Regions from separate parts of the Gossypium hirsutum genome. Here all the other regions are linked to region 3. A link is a contact called in public Hi-C data. All regions are on one chromosome and are shown on one strand. Each heading gives the region's core, a stretch centred on a gene start, on an enhancer-like site or on the middle of the called end of the contact. The rest is flanking DNA. Distances are from core to core; before and after follow the strand shown.

The links. Hi-C and Micro-C count contacts between places; a contact is called where the count stands out from the background.
Region 1: a Hi-C map of leaf shows a contact between it and region 3, with 1.7 times the contacts expected there. The contact joins the promoter of LOC107912784 here to the promoter of LOC107912787 in region 3. A contact is called at or near these places in 9 of 34 Hi-C or Micro-C datasets (callus, leaf, petal and 1 more).
Region 2: a Hi-C map of leaf shows a contact between it and region 3, with 6 times the contacts expected there. The contact joins the promoter of LOC107912783 here to the promoter of LOC107912787 in region 3. A contact is called at or near these places in 6 of 34 Hi-C or Micro-C datasets (hypocotyl and leaf).

Annotation. Positions count from the first base shown.
Region 1 is chrA09:64,711,486-64,714,185 of Gossypium_hirsutum_v2.1, forward strand. It overlaps LOC107912784, which reads right to left and starts at 1,363. Exons shown (of 2, transcript XM_016841111.2): 1 at 408-1,363; 2 at 1-287. The coding sequence starts at 792. The coding sequence ends at 115.
Region 2 is chrA09:64,676,852-64,679,551 of Gossypium_hirsutum_v2.1, forward strand. It overlaps LOC107912783, which reads right to left and starts at 1,380. Exons shown (of 2, transcript XM_016841108.2): 1 at 762-1,380; 2 at 32-482. The coding sequence starts at 919. The coding sequence ends at 140.
Region 3 is chrA09:65,003,588-65,006,287 of Gossypium_hirsutum_v2.1, forward strand. LOC107912787 (putative phytosulfokines 6) reads right to left here and starts at 1,270. Exons shown (of 3, transcript XM_016841115.2): 1 at 918-1,270; 2 at 752-810; 3 at 336-647. The coding sequence starts at 1,119. The coding sequence ends at 540.

The DNA of each region.
Region 1 (2,700 bases), core at 113-2,612, 290 kb before region 3:
CATTCTAAAATACCCTACATGCAATTTTTCATAAATTTGCATGTTCCATAATCTAATTTTTTTAAAAAAATTATTAATTTTTTTTACAAAATACAATACCCATAAAAAATGCTTCTAAAACAAGAAATCCATGAATTTGAACCAAGGTTTCGAGCTTTTTGTAACACTTTCCGCTTCATTTGAGCACGACGCCGTTTTATTCTGGCCGTCCTTTGATGCCGCCGTTTTTGTGCACAAGAAGAAATTTCTTGATCCCAACGCGATCAGCTTCTCTTCCCTTCCCAAACCTGCTATCACACAAACCCAAAAATATTGGCAATCAATTACAGCCGTACGTTTCCCCAAAAATATAGAAACCTGATCTAACGGCTAATAAATTTTCGGGGGTAGTTTTTCTTTTTTCTTACTTTCTAAGCTGAATTGAGAATAATGGAGATCGAATAGCGCGGCGTCCGTTGGCGGCAGCATCGGTCGCCGACCTTCCTTCGAGTACTGCCTGACGGAGACCGTTATTAAGTCACCGACAGTTTTTTCCGGTGACATCACCACTTGCACGGCTCCGAGGCTCCCTTGAATCGTCACGTTCAATAGCAGCTTCGTCAACTTCGGCGGCCTCGCATCGGATGAGAGTGAAGTAGACCTCTCTGGAAGCAGGTCGGGAAGCGTCTTCGGCCGCCTCAGCTCCACCGGTTCCATCGTCTGGATTCTCCCGTGAAACGACGACGCCCTTTCAGATAACCTTACCCTCCGGCTCTTCTCCGGTTCCTTACGGTTATTTTTTGAATTCCTCATCGGATTGAAATGATCGACCGTGGTATATTATACAGTGATTCAAATCTTAAATAAATAAATAAATAAATAAAACTTCTCTTCGCTGCTTTTTTAGGTTGGAGAGTGAGACAATGATTACCACAATCGCCGGTGGCGGAAAAACCTAAACCGAGGGAAACCGAGAGCGGGGACAGAGCGACGGCTCTCGAGTTTCCGATCACAGTAAGCTATCATTAGCTGAATGGTATAGCTGTAAATAAACAGAGAACCAAAAGGCAAAGTAGAGAAGCTATGAAAGAAAGGATGGGAAACTGACTGCCTCTAGTACCCAACCCTCGCAGGCACTTTATATGGGAAGGAAAGCGAAGAACGAGCCAGAATCATTGAATCGCACTCAATCTACTATTCTCTTGGGTTACTGGCTATACCCGGTTGATGGGAAATAGATAATTTCATTTTACGCGCATTGCTCATTACTCTACCGCTCTGACTGGTAATTGCCCGCGGATATCACATTTCTGTGGCTTTGCTTGTTGGGTAGCGGGCTTCGTGTTAAAGTGCGCTGGTGAAGTATTGAGCCTCCTTAACCTTAAGCCTAAAAGTAAAAGTTCTATCGTCCACTAAATTTATAACACCTACGGAAAGATAGGGTCAAACTTCATCAATCCCCCCAAACTATCCACCAGATTCTATATTCGTCCCTAAGTTTCAAAATGCTTTAATTGAGTCCTCAAATTATTAATATTGCATTAATCATGCCATTCTTTTGGGTATATTTAAAAAAAATTGGGCACCTTGCATATGAAAAACTTGGATATCACGTTTTTTTTATAAAAAAAACAAATAGTTTTGATAAAATTTAGAATTATTTCTTTTTTTAACACGTCAGATCCAAGTTGTTTATATGATAGGTGCACCCATTTTTACAATTTAATCCACATTTGTAAAATATATTTTACAATATTGATACTTTAAGTCTCAATTAAAATATTTTAAAATTTAAAGACCAAATTAGAATGTAAACTATATTTTTGGTACTTATAATGGATTTAACCCACTAGAAGAATATTGGTTTAGTGTTGAGCCCACGTGACTACCATGTGGACCAATCTAACTTGTAGTTTTGTTTTTACTCTTTAAAAATGTTGACGTTCTTAGTTTTGTTTTAGGCTTTATTTATTATTAATCCCTTAAACTATACTCATTTTCCCATTGAACTTTTTTCCATATAAATACCTAAACTTTTATTATACTTTTAAGTCCAAAACTCAAATGGTGTTAAATAAAAAAATTGAAACCCAATCATAATATTTTGAGGTCATAATAATTTGATAAATAATATTTTCCATGTCATGTTTATTTAATATGAAAACCTTAAATTATTTTTTATTATTTCTCTAAAAAGTCCCCACTTCAGAAAACAAAAAAACCCCAAATCCTTGATTCAGCCAAACCCTATCTTTCTTTTATTTTTTTTTTTTGGCAAATCCAAGCTTTCATTTGGTTGATCGAATTTTGATGGGTTTTTTAAAACCTCAATTTGCACAGTAGATTTAAACGTATTTTCCATGAAAAATGATATCAATTCTGCATTTGCATTAGACTAAATGGTTTGCTGGAAATGAAGAAGGGAACATGAAAATGGCTTTTGGATTGAAGAAGAAGAGGGGTCAAGAGAGAATAAAAAAAATAAATTAATTTAACTTAAGTTTAATAAATAATATATTTATTCCATATGGATGATGATGATGTATATAAAAATGACATGGCCCATACTTCGGTTGGCTCCACATGTTGAACGGTTTTTTTAACGATGTTAACTTAAATAGGCTGAAACGATCGACTGAAGTAAAATTTAGTATCATATAAATAGAAATTTAAGTATCAATATAAAAAATATATATATAGTTTAGAGGTTAATTGTGAATA
Region 2 (2,700 bases), core at 130-2,629, 330 kb before region 3:
TAAAAGCTAAAATAATAGTCAAAGCCATTTCCAGAAATAGCCATCATATTTCCTTCTCTCAAGCTCTATAAAATTACTAAATAAACAAATTAAAAAAAAACTATCATCTTTGTAGTCAACCAATTTTGCCCGGGCCCTTTTAAAGTATTAAAATAAGCCAAACAAATAAGTCCAAGTAAATTGAACACACACAAATAAAGAATCCAAATTCAGAAATCCAATGTCCGGTTACAAATATTAGGGCCAAAAATAACTTAAACCCAAAATCCTTTAATATAGACTTAACCCAATCCTTAGTTCGAACAGCCCAAACCCGAGGCCTAATACACCCAAAACGAAACACAGCAGTCGAGAGCACCAGAAGCTTCTGGAATGCCAGAGAGTTGGGCTCCCATGAGAGGCTCCTCGCATGGCCTCCTTTGCGCGTCTCCTTTCTCCTCCGTACGGCCATCCCTGCGTTAGAATACACGAGAAGAGGCCAGCTAACAAAATACAACAAATGACAGCAATAAAAATGTATTTTTATTTATTATTTATTTTACTCTGTAAATTTGGCTATAAAACCAATGATTGTACCTGCAAAAGGGATTACGAATATACTACGCACACCAGATATAAAAAAATAGAGCATTTCACAAGCATTTTTTTAGAGGTGATTTTCTGTTTAATAGTTGCTTTTAAATTTCGGCTAAATGACTTCATTTTTATCTTTCATTATTGTATTAAAAAAATAATAGAAAGAAAGAGAGAAGAAATCTCACCTTATGGATCGGCCATTGATCTCTCTTTGCTTCGTCAGACTTGAAGTGGAAAAAGAGGTCTTAAGGCCGAAAATTATCATCAAAAGGCCACATTTGTCGGTTGTTGTTTTTAAGGGAAGATCGGCGTTGGTGTTAAAAGGGGAATCAAACGGCGCCATCCATCAATTGTAATGTTAAAAGCGGCAGCCGAATATGAGCAAACACTTAGGGTTTTTTCCCCCCTTTTCAATCTGCTCTGCTGAAATAAGCTCTTAGAAGCTGTTTTTTTTTCTTTTTTGCTTTTAATTGGCACCGTGAGACGACGACGTTTAAGCATGGATTTGTAGCCTTGAAATGACGCCGTTTAAGCTTGCCCGACCCGATCCGATTCCGTTACCCCTGGGATCCGCGTATTTTCGTGGAGAGGGATAATTCGCAATTGATCCTTCTTTTTTCGCGCTACTATTCAATTGCAAGCTATTTGCTTATTTCTTTTTTAATTTGGCTTGGTAATTTGAGTGCATTTGCAATTGGATCCATGCTTCAGCTGAATGTTTTTGGAGATCTGGAATATTTCCAGCTTTAACCCATATACGTTTGCACGCATTGCATGGGGGTCCTTATTTTTATAGTAGTAGTTTGTTTTATTTATAAATTATCCCTTTATTTTATAATTTTATTTCAATTGGTTTTTTTATTATTTTTTTAAATTCGTTTCACATTCAATTTTCCTTTTAGGTTCTTTTTTTTTTATATTTGGAGCTCCTTTGATGATTGTGTTTTGTTTTAAAGTCAGTACTATAAATTTATTTTATCATATCATTTTTACACTGTGTATAATATTTTATATGAATGTTTTTATGCATTATTATATATATAATTATTCCATGTATATTATTAATCTTATATTATTTTATACACATAATTTATTTTAAATTTATTCCTATATCTTATTATATATCTATGTTGTTTAAAGGAAAATCCTACATATTTTGTGTTTTTTTTCCTTAATTACTATTATACGTAACCCATATTAAATTATTTTACTATAGTCTACATTATTGATTTCATATTAATATTTCTTGTATGTATATTTTTTTTCTCTTTAAAATTATGCATGCGTATAATGCGTTTCTTTTAAGAACTATAATTTTAAGTCATACCATTTATTTATTGTATACACTCTCATATTTTATTATCCTTATATATGTATTATTTATATGTGCCATCAATTCAAACCAATTTGTTACATGTAAAATTATGTTATATATTATTTGTTTTAAAATTCCCTTTATAATATAGTTTTATAAATATACACCACTAAATTTATGTATTTTTGTAAATATAATTTTTTATCTTTTTGTGTATATGATTACATTTTCTAAAATTTGTTACATGTATAATTTATATATTTGCTTAATTTTTTTTCATACATTATTAATTTGATGCTATTTTTTTTACAAATAATTATTTCTAAATTTATTTATATTCATGTTCTATGAATTTATTATGTACATTATATTTTATCATGTGTTTTATTTTTATTTTATATTTTATATGTTATTTAAGCTATCATGCATGTTGTCAATTTTTCAAATGGATTTGTGCTTAAAATATTATGCATATTATTCAATTCAAAGGCTTTATTTTACAATATTTATTTCAAATGATAATATATCCCTAGTTTTTATACAAATTTGTCAACTTATATTATGTGTCCATTAATTCATCATTATTTTGAAAATGTCCTATACTATATTGACTTCTAATTCCATTTTATTTTGTACATATTTTGTGGATCGTTTTATATGTTGTCATGTTAGTTATTGTTGTATGTTATTTTTGTATTGATTGTTCACCATCCATGATTAAGAATTTGGTTACATTTTACTTAGAATAGTTGTACATAATTGTTGGATTTATTAATTGTGACTTGTTGTATCATATTAGTTCATGTTCA
Region 3 (2,700 bases), core at 20-2,519:
AGTAGTGATATTTAAGAGTTATCAGATCAGTAGGCTGAAGTGGTCAAAAGGAGTTATTTAAGATAAGTTGTAGAATCGGCAGCTTCAGCCTAGTATGCCATAGGATTGGGAACTTTGAACAGCCGAAAGTGAATTAATGCAGTAGAAATCTGTGACTAAATTTGCAAGAGCATAAATTCCCCAACTGTCCACTTAATTGCTTTGAATCCCATAGTCACCAAACTAGCTTAGATTTGAAACTGTCTTTCCATAAAACTTTGGAACTACTTTGGGTGGTGGGGAACTACTTTTGGCTTTGCTTTTCAACATCTTACCTTGGTTTTATCAAGTCAAAATAATATAACACCCCAGAGGCAAATCTCACATATTACAAAACTATTTAGCTACATAATTAGGTTTAACACTTACATTAATAATCATAATTAAGTTTATACTAACATACATATTCATTAACCTTAACCATAATCCATTCTGGAGGTTCCCAGACAACTTAATTATACATGGAACAACTTAACAAGAATATATACAAGGAATAGTCCTCAAGGCTTATGATGCTGGGTGTAAATGTAGTCCAAGTGAGCCTCTGAGATTATTCTTCTCTTCAAGCATTCATCATCTCCAGCATCACAAGCTTCTACCCCCAATAGCTGCTGCAAAGCATTGGAAAACAAAAACATCAAAATATTTAGCCAAATATTAAAAGATAGTGAGACGAAAGGCTGATGAAAAAGAGATAGGATTTGAAGCTTACATTCATTAGTTCATTGTCTTCCATATCCGCTGTTTGAGTAAGCTCTACCTCTTCTTTTCCTGCAGATGAAGAAGATAGGTTCATTGCTGCGGAAATCTCGGATCCAAATTCGAATTTCCTCGAAAACCGAATAAAAAAAATGGGGTGCTCACAGGCAGGCACTTACCTTGTTTGTTTGCTAGGGAACGAGCAGATAAATGGGAAGAGGAAATAAGAAACAGGAAGAAGAGAAGAAGAACACCAGAAATAAAGCTTTGCTTCATGGTTTTAGCCACACTGCCCTTCAAGTAAGCGAGAGAGAGAGAGAGAGAGAGTGTGTGTGTGTTGGGAATTGGAATGGTGGAAATGGAAGTGGGGATATGTTGCATATAAATACGTGCGAAGAAAAGCTTAGCACCGGAAGTTAATCACATGAAGGCTGTTTCACATAGGCCATAACCCCCCACAAACAATAATTATTTACTCAAGATGTGGGGCTAATGGCTAAAAAGTAAAAACCATGATCTTGGATTACAATAATATTTAAGTTGTTTAAACGTGTGACAACAGCAGCAATATTAAGAGGGGAGAGAAAGAGCTTGAGTCACTGTCTGCCAGGGTGGTCCAAGCAAAGTCCAAGAACTCTCACAGATCAATGTAATAGTGGTTTTGACAGCGTCTAACAAGTCAACCTTTTGGACATTGCTAACAGCTGTTGCCCATCATCACATGTTTTAAGTTTTAACACATCACCATGTTTTGACAAGTGTCTATTGATTGCACTTACGAAAACACCGTCATACAAAATGCTAAACTAATCTTTTATTAATTAATGTTGGGTCAGTAAAGAAAACATGGAGCATGAGAAAAGCATTCCAAAATACACACTACAAAGACCCCCACTCTTAATTGCAACCCCGCGTCAGCAACCTGCACTAACGGCAACCCCAACCAAATTTATATAATACGAATTTAAATCCTATCATAATTATAAAAAAATATTGATAATTTAAACACAAATATGAACTTAGCATTGTCACCCCATCAACAATACCAATCGTATCTTTCTAAATTGATAAGTTTTGGCAACTTTGAAAATGATACTTTTCCTAGATGCCAGGCAAGGATATGAAATCAAATTTTTTTATGCTGTCGGCCACAATTGATTAATAAGTAATTTCTATCATGGTTAGTAATGCCGTGGGGATTTGTTTATTCATGCATGGAAAAAGATGGTGCAATCTTTTATTTATTTTTTATTTTTGGAAAACGGTGGTTGCTGTTTCACTATAACAATGGTGGGGTGGGGAGGGAGCCACTTCATTTTTTTAGAGTATGTCAGATGAGATAGTGCTTTTGAGTTTTGTCGTCTCTTGATGGTGTTTTTTATGTCCGAATTAAAAAAATGGTGATTATGCTTCTCTTTTGGAAGATTTGAATTGTTCGTTACTTTGCAGGAAGAATTAAAAGCCTTAAAAAAAAAAAAAGACCATTGAAGGTATCGGATTCTATAAGTAAATCATATTAAAATTCGTCATTAATAAATAAGTTGGATCGTCTCCTTGGAATCAGAATGTGTGCTTGTATTTTCCTGTTAAGAATCACTACCATGAGATATTATTCTTCTTTTTATCAGTGAAACTATTAAGACTCTTAACTTCAATCCTTGCTGTTCAAAGCAAAATTTTGGAAAAACCATAAACAAATTGACCAACTAAAGTTTGAACATTTGACTCTACAGTACGTACATGTATCACATGCTTCAGTAGGATTTTTCTATATAATTAGGTCAATATATTATTTTGTGGTATATAGGGAACTCATTAATTTTGATAAAATAAAAATTTGGCACTGTTAATGCAGGTTGTACCTTGAATGAATATGAGTAGCTTGAGTGTCAACAAAGTCCAGCGCAGCCACAGAAGATTTTTAACACCAAATTTTGGTTGATATTAGATGTCAAATAATGT